Linked DNA regions of Oryzias latipes: region 1 is linked to region 2. A link is a contact called in public Hi-C data. All regions are on one chromosome and are shown on one strand. The core of a region is the stretch at or near the end of the contact, and the rest is flanking DNA. Distances in the headings are between cores, read along the strand shown.

Region 1 (5,695 bases), core at 226-2,725, 150 kb before region 2:
TGTTTTCTTCGTCCGAGCTGATGGCTGAATAGTTTTAATATTGCTCGCCATTTTTGTTGCTCCGGTAATGTTAGGGTGGATGCGGGTGGAGGCGTGAGCGGTTGTAAGGGACATTAAGCAAGAGGTAGAATGTGTAAACAGTTAGATGATGGGAAGTGGGGGCAGGCTTACTCCATGCCAACACTTCCTTCCGCAACTTAGAGGTGAAATTTGGATGAACCCTGCAGAAAACGACACAGGGTTTATTTTATTTTGGCTAAAAAATGTCATAATCATAATTAAAATAAATCAAAAGATGATCAGAGTGGGACTTCAACTAAGAAAAAGTACACCAAATTTTCAATAGCACCTAAAACTTATTCTGTTAATTTATACAATACTTTAATTATAACAAATATATAATTCAAATATTTCCCCCCATGCAGTATTTACTATATTTAGTTTCTCTTGCCTTGTTGCAGTAAAATATATCAACTACATCTATTTGAAAGAGAGCTAAGTTTGATAAATCAAAAACACTCTTCAGGTATAGTGGGTCTTTGTTAGATGACTACCATGCTTGTGATTGTAAAGTTTAAGGTCAGGGTTAAAGGCTAGAAAAGCCTGTTTGAATAGAAATGTGTGTGTAGTGGGGGGATACCCTCCACCACACTCTCTTCATTATCACTTGGGGAACCATTTGGTACCAATGTTTTGAATCCAATATGAGAGTTCCAGCCAGCACAATTTTCCTGTAAACATCTCCCTCTAGGTGAGAGCCATCAATCGGCTTCTGGTAGCGTTCTACCCGGAAACAAGGATCACATCCAGTTAAAACACCCCAGTGTTTGGTTTCCACCACAGAACGCGGTTGGGCGCCAGAGGCGAGAGCCTTTGTGTGAATGTGAGGGAATGAGAGGGAAAGTGAGAACATCTCGTCATCTGAAAGCGGAATCAGGTGAATGGAAATCTTCACATTGCCTAATTTGCTCATTTATTCCCAGAAGCAAAGAAATTCTTGACAGACTTGGTTTTTAAGCGGAATGAACTTTCATCTCTCAGCACTGTAATTGCATTCCAGTGCCCGGTGCAGAGCTGAACGAACACAGGGAGGATGCTTGGTCTCCCCAACACATGTTACTGTGCTTTGTAATGAGTTGAAAACTCCCATCTGTAGCGCGCTCTCTGTTCTCCTTTCTTCTTTGGGTCAAAGAATATAAGCCATTAATCATTACCTGGGCGTGTGACAGCCAGCGCTTGATTGGAGGTTTGATCCTGACTCCTTGACAGCTTTTTCTCTCTGGCTGGTGTGGCTGCAGGGCCAAAGGTGGGGCGGCAGGACCGTGTGGAGGGGACTTGAACGCACATCACAGGAAGCGTAATTGGCCTTGAGTGAGTGCTTACCGGATCGCCAGCGAGCTCCCTGACTGAGCGCTGTGTGTCAGCCTCCCTGGACCCCCTCCAAGCAGCCATGGATATTTTTAATTTACCTCCTACATAAGGCCTGAGGAATGTCCCCCTCCCCACCTACAGATACTATTCTCCAACCCCCTCTCCCTTTCATTCACCCATGCTCTGCTTTCCATTATCTTTATTTGAAATGCAGATCCATATTGACTCATCAGAAACACATGTTAGCAACATACGTGCATGCGTGAAGATTGTGCACGGGAAGCATGCATGCATGGATCCTGCACACAAAACTCCCTTACTCTCAGTCTGAAAGCCGATACCTGGGTTTACTCAGAAATAAAAGGTGGACTCCGGAAATACCTGCACTGAGAGCCAGGATGCATTTTGTTTTATCCGGAGCTGCCAGGTCAGGAGAGTTCAGGCTTTCTTCACAGGCATCCCTTCATTATTGGCCTGGATTGGAACCAAGGGCTGGCTCTGCTTTAGGAACAGCAGATTGACTTAAAATGCAACCTGGTTGGTTGGGGTCCTGCTGGTACAGCAGGTCTAACTTTGATGGCAGCAGTAGGACGTTGTAATAGCTCTACTGATTTTTCTTTTTTGTTTTTATTTTAATGACATACTGTGTAGAGCTTCAAAAGACAACGATGCTGGGATATAATCATTCCCATGTGTCCCCACGTCAAGCTTTCTGTTTCTTGATTCAAATCCAAATATTATCTCTTCCCATCAAATTTAAACAGCTAAAAAACCTGGTTGAAAAGTTGGAAATCAAACCCACTGCATAATAGAGAAATGTCTAGTCCAGGCATTTACATTTAGTAGAAAGCCAGTCTCGTTTTTAATAAGTAGACATGTTTAGCTTGTAAGAATTATGATAATGTGTTTAATCTGACAGTGTGCTGACAGGGCAGCCCTCCACATGGGAAGCTGTGAACATTTTGAGGATCAAAGGTGAGGAAAGGCTTACTTTTCTACACAATCCCACCATCAAGGTTGCAGGGAGGTGAGCCTCAGCAGGGTTCACTGCTAAGGTCCACATCCATGTCTGTGTGTTTCTGTGTGTGCGCATGTTGCTCTGTCTTTATGAATGTCCACCTGATGAGAAGCTGTTTCCGCTGTCACGGTAAATTCCTCTGCAGCTCTCACAGCGCCGGCAGCGAAGTTATCTTTGGGGTGGTCGCACTCAAGACGCGCCCTGTTCCTTGACTCTTCAGGTCGCCCCCTGCCATTCCTGTCTGAAATAAAGACCTTCTGTGTTTTTGTGCCACAGACATGGGAATGATATACTTTGGCCAAGAGGCTTGAGTTTCTCCCACTATCACAGACAAAGATCGTAACCCAGGCTCAGGGACACATTTGCACTTTAAAAATGTGGCTTTTTCAGCTTGACTGCCAATATAAATTTCTTTTGCAGGTAATTTTGAGAGTCTAACGTCTTTGTTTTAGTCTTACACAAGTTTTCAATTCAGGTGGTTTAAGACTATGTTTTAAAGGATGTTTGTGGTCAATTGATGCTTGGTTTTTGCTTTCCACATCTTTTATTCATTTCCATTCATTTTTAGAAACAACAAAATACTCTTTTTTTTCAGAGGGAAGAATTTATTCACAGGATGTCATCAAGGTGCCTTTGAATGAAACACTTAACCACCAGCCGTTCTGGGTTGCTCAGTGGCCCATAAATTAAGCCCGCCGCTGCAGGACAAGTCCCAGTTATTGGCGCATTTAAAATCTAAAAAAAAACAACTCTTTTTCTGGCTTCCCTGACGTGGTTACAGGATTAGCTTGTCATGTAATTTCTGCGTGAAGCTCCATGAGTGCTAGCTTTCGCTGGAAGTGAGCGTTGCATTCTAGAGGTATTGTGTATTACGATAGGGACTGATACTGATCTCCAGTCAATTAGGATTGAAGAAGCAGATAAGTGGTTCTCTTGTATTGTCACAACCTTCATTAACCTAATTATATCAGGTGGTGGAGCCACTGACTCTTTATATGTGTATTTGATTGTTTTTGTGAGCTGGGCTGTGGAGGGGATTGTGTATGTAATGAAGAGGGGGAGGTAGTGCATTGTGTGTATAGTTAATTAAAATGTGTTCATGCTGATTTTTGCATCTGCATTTGTAACAAAGCAGGAGAGTGAAACAAGGGAGGGATAAACCAGTTTCCCCATGTATGCATTCTTTGTCTTGAACCCTGTCTTCTGCGTCTCCCTCATATTTTCTGCACTTCCTTTTGTCCTCCCACTCTCAGCCCTCATCCGTCTCCCCCTCATTGCTTGTCTTTTTTTCCCCCCGGTTTATCTCCTTTACACTCTTTGTCCCATACATCAGCATGCGCTGTAGGGATGCATGACGTCACTCAGACTGTTGCATTCATTACTGTAATAGCCTTGCATACTCTGCTCAGGGAGGGGGGCCCAGATGGACTTTGCGGTCTGCATACATATAGGAAAATTTCCCTTTGTCTCTTTTATTCGTCTTGATGTGTCTTTGTTGTGCAGCACTCTTCCTTTCTGACCCCCTCCACATTGATGTCTGAATCCCCTGACACATTTGCACATATACTTCCCTCATTTTCCCGTCTCACACCGTGATAAGTTCCCTCTGAGCGATGAAGCTGGGCTTTTTTCCCATTTAGTGCTCTAATAATGACGACCCTGCGGTCTGCTGTGCAGGATGTCTTCTGCCACTACGACCCCTCAGGGAGGTCTCAGTACCACTCTGCGATGGGGTATGTTTATATGCACATATGGGCACTCATGAGTATGTGTTTCACTAGTAATGTAATGTAAATATCACCCTCCGCCCTGAAGAGAATGGAAGATCAAAGCTGACCGGATGCAGGATAGTGGACATCTGAGTTTTAAGTGCGTCTGGCCTGGAAGATCATTGAAGAGCCTAAAAGGTTTGGAAGGAAGAGGAGAATCTCACGAGGCTCCGATACCTCAACTATGTTTGCCACATTTGTTGAGAACATCGGGAGCCTTTTTCTTTTGTTAGAACTGCTAACTAATCCTTTTTTCAACTGGTAAATTAAAAATGATGTGTGGTCACAATACATCCTTTATTCAAAATGGGATACCTCTCCGTTGGCTCTTCTTTTCTTGTCTTCTGCTCCCTTACTGCTGTTGTAGCACCAGGATTTGGCTTGAGAGCCCTCAGCGGCTTCACCAAGCTTCCCCTTTTCCAAACTGTCACCCACAGGCTTCCTTGTCGTGAACTCCTCTGCGGGGCCTCTGAGCAGCACCAGCAGGAAAGCAAAGTGTAGAAGTCTTTTCACATGATGAGGCCCGTGGAGTAGAATTGATGTGAGCAGTATGTGACAATACAAAATTACCACCAATGAAGAGCGCAGCAGCCTGAGGGAAGCCATCACACAGCGGACCGCACAATGACGAGTACAAAGATACTGTCCTGCTGCATTAGCTGTGTCCAGTTTTTATTTTGCCCTCCACCCAGCCCCATTTTTTTGCTGTAGATGTCTGGTAGACCAGAGCACTCATTTGGATAAAATTTAGATGATTTATCTTTAGGAATTAATACATCTTTGCCCTTCTCATGTCCAATGAAGGCTGTTTGGGTGCAATTCATCACGTCTTTGTCTTTCTGCACCCCCACTTGTCTGAGCAAAAGAAAATGGATAACTAAAACTCATCAGGACAACAAAATCCTCTACCGGAGAATTACCACGTACGCCAGTTGTGATCTCAAAAATTTGGCAAAGGTGCGCACAAGCCCTGGGTGGTCGCCCTGACTGTCTGAAATGGTTATGTAACCCCCACTGATGGAGTTGTGATTGGAGAATGATAAGAGCATGTGATCCCTGCGGAGGAATTAATACACGCCTCGCTTCATCCTTAATCCTACTTCCACTCAGCATAAAGCAAATTACCACTAACAATCTGCAGGCAGGCAGGCTTCTAGTGCAACAGGGACAATGCCATTGTTCTGTAATTCCTTCCCTCCCCAACAAATTATAAATACCCCACTGGGCTCGAAGAGGCCTGTCGGCCTCAATTCCACAAGATGTTACACATCTAAACAGTCTTCTCAGAGGACTTTACAAAAGAAAAAAAAGATCGTTTTTTTTGTCTTAACTCTTTTGTCCTCACCACCCATGATTGCATTGTAATTGATGGTTCTTTGAGGTTTATGTTCATCACTGATTTTCCCATGCCTCTCATCGACTGTGTGCTGATTGGATGGACAATTCCCTAGGAAGGTGATGAGAAAAGAAGAGATGCTAAGCCAACTGAGAGAAGTGTGGTTAGCACAGAAATCCAAGTAAATTAATTTTTTTACCC
Region 2 (5,164 bases), core at 1,216-3,715:
ACCAACGGGTAAAGCCTTTTCCATCTGCGTTCATTCTTTATAGTACTATCTGATTATGTAAAATCCAACAGGATTAGCATCAAACAAAAGGTTTAAGAATCAATTTGGGCTCTGATCGGGTCACAGTGTTCAACCCATCACATGACCAAGGGCGACTTGTGTCTGCAGAGCTGCAAACTCCCCCCACAGGTGTTTTTACAGCTCCTACCCAGACTGAAGAACGACACAACAATGCTCTAACTTCACATGAAATCAAACTGCTGCTAAGTCTGCCAAGGACTCTCCAAGGCTCGAGGATAAGGCTGGTGACTCTACTTATTTTACTGGATGTCAACAAATCCCCTAAATGGACCAAAACGAAGACTGGATTACTGTGCCTCTCAGTACTTGTTACCCCCACAGTCTCTCAGTCCCAAAGCCCATACGTTCCAAAGGCCTTATTTAGCTAACTCAATTTAAACAGAAACGCAGAGTCCAAGTGGATATTTATTAAACCTTCCTTTGATTTTAAATTGATCCTGCAGCTAAAAAGCCATGAACGTTTAAAGTGAGTGGTTTTCTTGGAGAAATGCAGATTGGGACTCCTGTTTTCAAGCCTGCAGTTGACTTAAAACAAGTGTGAGAAAGGCAACAGTAAAGAATTTAGTAACAACCAGAAAATACTAAATGCATGAAACTTGTATTGGCTAATTCTTGGATGCTGTCATCAGTCTTTTAGCTGTAAATGTTTTTCTGTTGTGTTTCTTTCTGAAATTGATTGCATCAACAAAGAAGACATAATCCAAATAAAGTAATATGTTTTCAAATAATTTAAAAAAATGAAAAGCAAATAAGCATTTGTTAGATTTTAACAGTCCGGCAAAAGGAAAAAGTGTCATGGACTGGAGTGTTTTCCAATCTTGAATAAAATCTCAATGAAGCAAAATAAGTAACTTTTTTTAGTTACTATGGTTGTGTGTCTTTCTCTCTCACACATAATTCAATATGCATCTTCATAAATGGTCCATGAATTGAATCATAAACATTTTAATTCACCTTGTGGCGATACGATACAGTCCAATATTTTTACCTAAATGGATACAATCTATTTATTTAATATTCATTTGTCATTCAAATCTATATCTGAAAATGTGTTTTAACAGAGAAACGTCTTTCTTTTTCCCTAACTGGCTGCTTTTACAAAATAAAAATGTCTTGATATAAAAAAACAAAAGTCTGAAAAAAACATAGGTTGTGAGCTGAGCTCAGTGAGAAGACATTCTGGCTTTATTGCTAAGCGCCCTGTCCCTGTCCGCCTGCCCCGACCCTCGTTGGTATTTTGACTACTCTGTCAATCCTCTGATGATCTAATGCCTGATATTGACTCCTGCCTGCCTGACCCTGATTTAGCTTTGTGGACATTTAGCTGAGCTAATAAACCTGCTGCATTTGGATCCAGCCGTCTGCCTGTTCTTGTGACAGTTGTGTCAAAAACACTTTGTTTTTGCTGCTTAAAATAAAAAGGGTCAGTAAGAAAAAGTTTTAAATGCCAACGGAATAAGATTGTATCCACTTAGGTAAAAAGAATGGGACTGTATTGTATTTTCGTACTTTTGGTCTTTAAATTATGTTGCTGTCTGCACACACTGCTGCTGTCAGGAGAAAACAAATGCAGCCAATTTAATTCTTTTATGATTTGTTTAGACTAAAAAACAAATCATGATCATCCATCAAGATTTGGATCATGATGATCATATGGATGATCATCATGATCATCCATAAATTATGATACTTCATAGTTCTGATGAAGCGAACGTTTGGATAACTTTTTTTTTTAAATGCACCACTTTGATGTTTTAAACTGAAATGCCCTCTAACCATTGCTGATCATTATTCCAGAGTTTTATAGAGACTTTGATATGTGTGCTTTGCGTCATCTATCAGTTGCTTCCAATGTAACATTTCATAACAGCTGTCACACAGTCAGGTTGTCTGCTTGTGTGTAACAAAGACAGCGAGGGCAGCAGGAGCTCCCATCAGCCCCGTGGGACAGTGGGAGAGGACCAGACGGCCGTGTCATTTCGCTGCAAACATATGGTGAAACTCAAGTGTGTAATTTACCTAGAACTATGGGTGGCCCCTGAGCTGCGCACATACGCAAGCACGCATGCATGTACACACAAGGACAGGGTGTAATTTACCTGGGGCCAATGGGTGGCCCACTATCCCGTTACACTTGTCATACTTGCAGACGGCTCAAACGCGCAGTGAAGCTGATTTCCGCAGACCTGCAGACACAATGCTGGAGATTACAATCAAAAGGCACACAGGACTGAGGTGAACAAGCCGGGATCTGAGTCTGTGGGAGTTGATTCACACCCTGCATCACATCCTTTCCAATTTATCAAACCTGCCCTGTTTCAAAGCTTAAGCTTGCCCTCCTGGGAGAGAGGAGGCTCTGGGAACACCAGCAGAGGGGAGGGAAACAGATCAGAGGAGCGCATCCCTCCCCACATTCCTGCACTGACCTTCACAGTGCTGTGGCACTGTAGCTATCATCAGCCCTCCATGCTTTACTGCTATCAAGACGTGGGATTATACAAACCTGCATGCTCTGTCCCATTTCACAGCAACCGTGAATGGGGCATATCCAGTTTCACATGAGGACTGACAGACCGGCTGCTCCAGACATTTACAGTTGGCCCTGTTTGAGGTGTCTGGCTGTGGTGTAGGCTGATATGATAGCCTGTCTGCAAGTTGCTCAATATGTGTGGTGGGTGTGTGTGTCTGTAAGTGAGGGTGAGCTTGTGTTTGATCTCCTCTTCCAGCCAAGGGGCTTTAACTTCTCTCCAGGTGCAGAAAAGTCAACCTGAGGGCATAGGAGGCACGTACCGAAGAGGCGAAAACCCAGAAAAGCACAGTGGCAGGAAGCGCCCTGCGAGCCGTAACTCAGGCTGCGTAACCGTGCGGCTTAAACGGGTTTACCAGTCCAGTGGTGTTGCCTTGGAATGCCTCTGAAGACCTGGTAATGTGATGTAGGATAAACATTTGTGTTACCGCCTCCTCATGAGAACATCAATCAGTCCAAAACAGAAATACTGAGAGTGAGAAATGAAAAGGTGAAAGGGCCAGCTGGTTCAGTGGGCAGGGTAATGACAATGTGCAGGATGGCCACTTGGAAGCAGATGGAGTTACTTTTCTTTGCTGCAGGTCAGGTCTGACTGAGCAGGGAGTACATTAGCCGGATTAAATCTGCTGCGTACGACACAGCATGGAGGTTCCGACGTGTCTGTTTGACAGGTGCACGAATTCTCCCAGACACTGAAAAGAAAAATCATTAAAAGCAACAGCTTCCCTGTAAAGCTTCACGTGTACACTTCTGTTGTTTTCCTCCATTCCTACTCAAAGGAATCTGTGTGGTCCGTAATGAGCTCAGCAAACATCTGCTACGCCTGCATTAGAGACCCATTTTCTCCGTCTCATCCTGTAATATGGAGAAATTAGAGTGCAGGGACTCTTTCAGTCTGTTTATATACACACACGTTCACAGAGAGCAGACATAACATAAGGAGTCCAAGTGTTTTTATACTACCCAACTGACGCTACAACTTACCATCCCAACGCCACAATTTTCCATCCACAACAGTAAAACACTACCGGGTGTTTCTGCAGTGCGATCTCTGAATGCCAGAGGAACTGCTTCTCTTTTTGAAGATCAGTGTTATGGGCGGCTCCTCTGAGCAGGTTTGTAAAGCAAAGGTCAATCAGAATGGGATAGTAAATTAAAATCCTTCTAACACAAAATAAATTCCTCTTTTTATTTAACCCTTGTGCTATCCTATGACCAAAGCCTTATTTTGACGTGTTATCGCCTACCATGACAAAGGTGGATAAAGGTGAAGAGGAATTCATGTAATCCATGTACGCCAGTGAAGATCACAAATCATTGACGAAAAAAGCGCAGTCTTGTGGGGTCTAGATGACCCAACTTCCAATGTTAAAGTGTCTAGGATAGCACAAGGGTTAAATAACCCAAACTGAAAGAACCTGCAAGGATAAAACCATCTTTGAGGCAGTTATGCAATCACTGAAGTGTACTAAATGGCTGGCAGAACAGTGCCACCTACTGGCAGAAGTCATAAACTTCTCATTTTAGTTTTGGCTTCAAAATGGCATAAAAGCAGAGCAGAAAAACAAAAAACATTCAGAAACGATGAGGATTTATGAATCTGTGTTTATTATCAGTTTAAAAGATAAATTGGAGAGAAGAGTGTACCATGATGTTGGGTGAAAAGATTCAAAGCTCAGACAGTTTGACAGGTATTATATTAAACCCATTGAAAAACATTAAACAAATTGATGGAAAAAATAAAAAACACATGGCAAGAATAAAGAACAATTGTCCACATTTCCTCCTATTGGTTTAAAAAAAACCACTGAAGCTGGTTTTTCAGTCCTTATTACTTTGAGCAAATGGCCAAACTGAAAAGAAAGATGGCTTTCACTTGTTCATCTCCTGCTGGACCTCGGCGAGGATCTGCTCCTCCAGTTTGGAGGTGTCGTACTCCTTCAGCATGTCATACTCCTCCCACGGTTTAGCATACTTCTTCTGCACAAACTCCATCTGTTTCGGTGTCATGCAGAGGTCGAAGCGGATGCCCTGGATGGCGAACTGCGGCCGTTCCCAGTGTTTGGACCACGGCTTTGGACACATTTTTACTTTCAACTGAAAAACAGTGCGAAAAAAAAAATCAAATGTCACATAATATAATTTATAATATTGTCTATTTTAATGTTTCAGAAAAAAAAGGATTAAATAAATACTTATTAAAGGTTTATTAGACTTATTTTCTCATATTGAATCAAGGCTTAAATACTTGTAGGATGAGATTTGCAACAGTTAAATCAATAACAAGGAATGCATTATTTTTCTACAAAAAAAACATCCTAAAACCGGGAGTTTTTTTTCCCTCTTACCTTGTTGACGGGCACCTCTCCAGTTGGGGAGAAAGGCACAGGCTTCATTTCTGGGTCCACTGTGCTGTACTCAGGCAGTGCATCTCTCAGGTACATCAGGTTGGAATCAAGTCTTTTCTCCAATTTCAAGACTTCGATTGTCTGAATGCGAGGGCTGTACAGCTCATAACAGATCTCCACTCCTGCACAACACACACAAATGTTTGAC

Evidence for each region. A called contact is a pair of places that touch in the nucleus more often than the background predicts.
Region 1: a Hi-C map of embryo shows a contact between it and region 2, with 3 times the contacts expected there. The contact joins two enhancer-like sites. A contact is called at or near these places in 5 of 5 Hi-C or Micro-C datasets (embryo, fibroblasts and gastrula embryo).

Annotation. Positions count from the first base shown.
Region 1 is chr24:7,206,136-7,211,830 of ASM223467v1, reverse strand. No RefSeq gene overlaps it. Among protein-coding and RNA genes, the nearest start is that of ppp4r3a, 25 kb to the left of the region's middle. Within about 2 kb of position 1,475, at least 2 of the 8 cell types and tissues checked have an H3K27ac peak or open chromatin away from gene starts, as enhancers often do. A contact at or near this core is called in embryo, where this site is marked.
Region 2 is chr24:7,057,117-7,062,280 of ASM223467v1, reverse strand. It overlaps mrpl19 (39S ribosomal protein L19, mitochondrial), which reads right to left. Exons shown (of 6, transcript XM_004083463.4): 5 at 4,957-5,138; 6 at 4,194-4,705. The coding sequence ends at 4,481. Among protein-coding and RNA genes, the nearest start is that of mrpl19, 4.4 kb to the right of the region's middle. Within about 2 kb of position 2,465, at least 1 of the 8 cell types and tissues checked has an H3K27ac peak or open chromatin away from gene starts, as enhancers often do. A contact at or near this core is called in embryo, where this site is marked.